2 separate regions of the Sus scrofa genome follow, and region 2 is linked to region 1. The links are chromatin contacts, called in public HiChIP or PLAC-seq maps. All regions are on one chromosome and are shown on one strand. The core of a region is the stretch at or near the end of the contact, and the rest is flanking DNA. Distances in the headings are between cores, read along the strand shown. Region 1 overlaps ATG7 (autophagy related 7). Region 2 holds the start of TAMM41 (phosphatidate cytidylyltransferase, mitochondrial).

Region 1 (2,700 bases), core at 115-2,614:
TGCAGAGCTGGGTGAGTCACAGATCACATTTGTCTCTCTCTGCCTCCCCTTGCCTGGCCTGTCATTTTCCACTTGAGGGTCTGACTCAGAAGAAGGGAGATTGCTTGTCCATGGTCACAGAGAGAGGTAGTGAATATGCCGACATCTACACCTAAACCTGGCCCTCTGACCAGTGCTCTCCTGAGGTTTTATGACTGGAAATAGTGCAGCCTGCATATCAGGAGAGCTGACTTTGAATTGCTACTCCTGAGCCGCCCATCATAGACTTGTGTTAGGTCACTGACCCTCCCTCAGCCTCAGTGTCCTATCAGTAAAAGCCGGTGCTTTGCCTTGCGTCCAGAATTGTCTTTGATGAGGCTTTTTGTAAACCAGGAAACACAAGACAAATGTGACTTTTCCAGTGTGTCATTTATTTGAAATGAATGTGTTAATCTCTTCTGCAGAGACATTTCAAGTAGGACCCAGCAGACACTGTCATAACCTCCATCACAGGAGCTGTCCTCCAGAGCCAACCTGTGCAGTTGATGTGCTCATTTGAATCCCTTGCCTCTTCCCCTTTTTGCATGTCTCTCATCTCCTTCCCTCCTTCTGCCCTTGAGATGTGCCCTCCTCTCCTTTACAGATTTCATACAGAGAAGGGCCTTAATTAAATTTTCAGTCATGCCCCTGCACTGGTTTCCTTCTTTAAGTCTTTTATGTTAAATTACTGCAGTTGTAGTTTTCTCAGTGCTGAGGCCAGAGAGCAAATCAGTCCCTTTATAGAAGGGGTTCAGTGTCAAAATGCATGTGCCCATGTTTTTAAAGTACTATGGCAACTAATCCCTGTCATGTTATTTACCCCCATTGAGCCTTGCAACTGTTTGTCATTCACCCGCTCTTCTGGTTCTTTCTCCTCGTTGTTAAGTGTCTGAAGGATTATTTTGGTTGTTGGCCATCTCTTCATTTGGCCTTTTCAAAGGCTGAAGAATAATGCAGCCATATATGGAAAAAGCCCAGTGTGTGTGTGATTACTTGCTTACATTATTTCAAGTTTCAAGCCTTTATTTTTAGCTACTTTCTAAAAACGACAGCAGAGAAAGAACTTTAAAATTAATCAGGGTTGTGTGGTACCTTTTTATAGGCTTTACATTTCTTTTATTTCTCTCTTTTCTGAAATGGAGTGAGTCCATTTATGCGACTGTGTTTTGATTAGCAGGATGTCGTTTCCACAAAAACACTGGGCTGTGTTGCAATGCAGACTCAGCACCTCCCCCCCTCCTCTTCCTGGCTCTCCTGACAAATGACTTCCTGCTGCAGTGGAACTTGGTAAACCCCTTTGTGTGCTTTGTATCCAGAGAGGGGCCTGTGACGCTCCCTGGGCTTTTTTTTTTTTTTTTCCTCACCTGCCCGAAGGACAGTGCTTATTACTTGGCCCCTGTAGAATGAGCCGTGGTAGAATAGTGCTTGTCCTTGGCCGGGGAGTCACATGCCACCCCCACCAGCAACTCCTTTTGTAATGTGGGAAGAGGACCTCAGCCTGTGCTCTCCTCTGCATCAGGCCTGAGGCCTGAGGATGACTTAGTTGCTCTTCTTCCTTTGGGGCCATAGGCAGAATTTGGCCCATCCAGAGATTGGCACATGCAGAAACAGGCTTGATGAGGCCCTGAAATTCAGTGATACTCAGCCTGAAAAGAAAATCTGTTACCGAATTTGAAAACTGTGGGAAAAAACCATTTGAAGGTGAGAAAATAGGCCTCTAGGTTTGTTCTTTTTATAAAAGTCTCTGGCCCAGTGTACGTGAATGGGATTCTGCAAGTGGGCAGTGATGTGTATAAGCCACTTTCTCTCTATAAAGGGAATATCTTTTTTTTTTTTGTCTTTTTGCCATTTTCTTGGGCCGCTCTTGCGGCATATGGAGGTTCCCAGGCTAGGGGTCAATCGGAGCTGTAGCCACCAGCCTACGCCAGAGCCACAGCAATGCTGGATCCTAGCCGAGCCTCATCTGCAACCTACACCACAGCTCACGGCAACGCCGGATCGTTAACCCACTGAGCAAGGGCAGGGATCGAACCCACAACCTCATGGTTCCTAGTCGGATTCGTTAACCACTGCGCCACGACGGGAACTTCGGGAATATCTTTAATTTGCCATTTTTATCTGTATATAAAACACAGAAAATCACACTTAAATCATTAAGTATATATCTTGGATTATCACAAAATGAACACCATTCACCTGCCTGGCACACAGATCAAAATGAAATGTTATTGAGCCTCCCCGCTGCCCCCCTCATGGTTCCACTTATCATCACCTCCTTCCCACACAGAGGCAAGCTTCTCCTCACTCTGAACACCTTGAGAGAAAAGTAGAGAATACTTTTTCATTGTAAATCTTAGCATGCTATTTTTTTCTCTGCTGCTAACAAGTGGGATCTTTTATTGACAGTCAGACAGACAGAAAGAAGAAAGAAAAGGAAGAAAGTAAGTGGTCTTTTCCTGGTTCCTGGGATGGTGCTGAGTTCTGTGAGGCCAGCCAGACCCCTTTTCTGGCTTTTTGTAGAGGCCACTCCTGGCATCTCCAGGAGGTTGGTGTGCAGGCTGATGAGAGACCCTGAATGGGGCACAAATTAGCAGGCAGTAGAGCTGCTGATCATCAGAGAATGCAAATCACGTCCATTTAGTAGCTGTCCAAACAGCACGGTCTTGAGGTTAGTGGTCCTGC
Region 2 (2,700 bases), core at 91-2,590, 480 kb after region 1:
AACTACACCTAGCAAAAACCCAGTCCAGAACACGAGTTGCACACACAGAGAACATCTCTACCGGGACTCGTGTTCCTTTTATGTTAATTCAGTAAAAGCTCAAAAGCCTCTGAAAACCTCAGCAGGCAAATAACAGCCTCACTTAAGTGGAAAATATTTGCCTGCCTCTATGCTACTTGGCCTTGAATCTTCTCAGTGAACTTTTTTTCTTTTTTTTCCATTTACAGAAAAAGAAATCTACAATCTTAAGAAACACTGTACCCTCAACTGCTGTTGTGCTCAGTCAGCTTTGAAGAATAACAATGTCTAATCCTAAACACTCTCGCTAAAAGTCCTGAGGCTGGGCGAACAAACTGGCCACTAACTCTTGCTGTAGTTAGTCACTGCACCTGCCCTGACCCTCCATTCAGCCCACCAGCTTCCTAAAGTCCAGAGAAGTATTTAGTATTTTCTCTTTACAGACAGAGACGTGACTCTCAAGCTTGGCTGCGTATTAGAATCACCTGGGAAGTTTTAAAAAATTCCTGAAGCCCAGGGCTTGACCCAGACCAATTAAATCTGAAATCTCCGTAAATGGTACCCAGAACATCAGCATTTTTTTAAAGCTTCCCAGAAAACTCTAATGTTCACGCAAGCGTGAGAACACTGGCAAATACTTATTTTCCTTTCTTCCATCCTGCCCCGGCACCAGCTTTTCCCTCCGCTAACTGCAGCTCCTGCTCTAGACCGAAGTGGACTCCTACGGAACCTTCAAAACTCGGCTCACGCTGTCTTTCTACCAGAAGCACTTTCGTACGATTTGTATTTCGCTAGTTGGTGCGTGGAATGCGCAGAGCAGACAGGAGAGCTCTTAGAGGGACTGAAGGCAAAGGAAAGTAGTGAGAATATTCTGGCGTGGGGCTGGCCCGGGCTCACCTTCTGGTCTGAGCTGGGCCCCGCCTGGCGGTACACTCCAGAACCGTAGGCGAAAGCCAGGCTCAGCTCTTCGGGGAAGTGAGACAGGATCTTGCGGAAGGTCACCCCGGAGCTTTGCAACGCCTGCAGCGCCATGGGGCCGGGGCTCAGCGACAGGGACCCTTGGCGGGGAGGGGAGCGAAGGACAGCAGGGCGAGGAACTGATACCCGCTAAGGGTGGGAGATGGAAGTCGAGGACTGGTCAGAACAGGAGAAGGCTGAGGCCGGGGGCAGGAAGTGGCGTGGCCGGCAGGGACTCGCGGGGGTACTCCAGTCCCGGAGCAGGCTGGAAAGCACCTACTAGAGAACCAGGTGGGCGCTGGCCCAGCCGGTCCAGCGGCCACGTGGGCCACGCCTCCCCCACGCACACGTGCTCCATCTTGGGATGGCGCAAGAGCGGACACCTGCCAGTGGATGGCGACGCGAAGCCTTCGCAGAGACCCCTGGTGGCGGGAGGAGCGGGCTGCAGGCTGGCCGCCTGGGATTTGTCTTGGGTAGGGAAGAGTGACAGCTGATTGAACGGTTTTTGAGCCTTAAAAGTACTTTTTTGTTCTTGCCTCAAACCACATTTAAAATATGGGTATAAGGTCATGGTGTAGCGTTTAAAAAGGTCTTTTTGATGGGGTGAAATGCACATAACATAAAAACATATGCTTTACAATTCAGTGGCATTTAGTACATTTACAGTGTTGTGCAACCATGGTTCATCCAGCTCCAAAACTGCAACATTTTCAAAGCTTAGGAAAACACAAATAAGATTAAAATCATGCCCAATCCCACCATCCAGATATTATCACTGTTAAGATTTGGTTGTGCTTTCTGCCCATTAAAGCCCTCCTTCAAACACGATAACAGGCATGAAAGTGCTCCATAAATGGTAAAAATCAAACAAAAAACTGCACCAAGGGTCTCTGATGTTTGTATTGAATTTTAATGGGGTGGAGAGCCTTTGGTCCTTTGCCTTGTGGATTGGACTCACAAAAGGGCATATTAAATGCAGTTTCTGGTGGAAACAGGATCCCAGGTGAGAGCTTGCCTCTTTGTGTACAATTAGAGAAACTTGCTCGGGGCCACAGGGCCATTCAGGATGTAGTATGACCTCCCGGACAGAGACTTTTCAGATATCCTTTCCTTCTTCCCTGATGTACATGGCCTCTCAACCATAACAGAGTAGTAATAGCTAAATTTGGGTAATGTTGAACCATTTCCCAGGCATTTTTTCATGGGTTCCCTCTGCTGCCTTGTGGAAGGAGGTGATTGCCTTCATTTTACAGATGAAGAAGCTAAGTGTTGGATAAAACAATGTGCTTGGGATCACATCAGCCTGTGGCAAATCTGGAATGAAAATGCTGGCTCCACATCTTAGAATTCTACTCTGTCCTTGAACAGTTTTGAGCAGGAAGCTGTCAAGGCTCAAAGGTTGGCTCGGATCAGAGTGGGGAAAGAAGAGGCAGGGACCAGTTAGGAAGCCGTTACCATAGTTTCACTGTGAATTAAATTGCCTGGCCTGGGGTGATAGAGGCAGGACTGGGATTAATTCAATTGAAAAATGATTATTGGAATTCAAACTCTGGATAAGTGCTGAGGATTTGAGATGACTAGAACAAGGCTGCTCCTGGCAGGCTCGTAGGAGACAGACAAGCAAACCCAGCATGTAATGTGCAGTGATAAAGCTGGACACCCAGTGCCCTGCAGGACCTGTCATGAGGGCAGTCAATCAGCTCTGGCTGTGCAGGGAGAGACCAG

Evidence for each region. HiChIP or PLAC-seq counts read pairs in DNA pulled down with a chosen protein or histone mark.
Region 2: a contact with region 1 is called in an H3K27ac HiChIP or PLAC-seq map of skeletal muscle, with 18 times the contacts expected there. The contact joins the promoter of TAMM41 here to the enhancer-like site in region 1. A contact is called at or near these places in 1 of 5 promoter capture datasets (liver), 24 of 47 Hi-C or Micro-C datasets (adipose tissue, alveolar macrophages, embryonic fibroblasts and 14 more) and 2 of 2 datasets of contacts at active chromatin or transcription factors (alveolar macrophages and skeletal muscle).

The regions. Positions count from the first base shown.
Region 1 is chr13:67,502,682-67,505,381 of Sscrofa11.1, forward strand. The region is part of intron 17 of ATG7 (autophagy related 7); the gene reads left to right. Among named protein-coding and RNA genes, the nearest start is that of ATG7, 86 kb to the left of the region's middle. Within about 2 kb of position 1,365, at least 44 of the 83 cell types and tissues checked have an H3K27ac peak or open chromatin away from gene starts, as enhancers often do. A contact at or near this core is called in adipose tissue, alveolar macrophages, epiblast stem cells and 7 more, where this site is marked.
Region 2 is chr13:67,982,186-67,984,885 of Sscrofa11.1, forward strand. It overlaps TAMM41 (phosphatidate cytidylyltransferase, mitochondrial), which reads right to left and starts at 1,341. Exons shown (of 8, transcript XM_003132370.4): 1 at 916-1,341. The coding sequence starts at 1,050.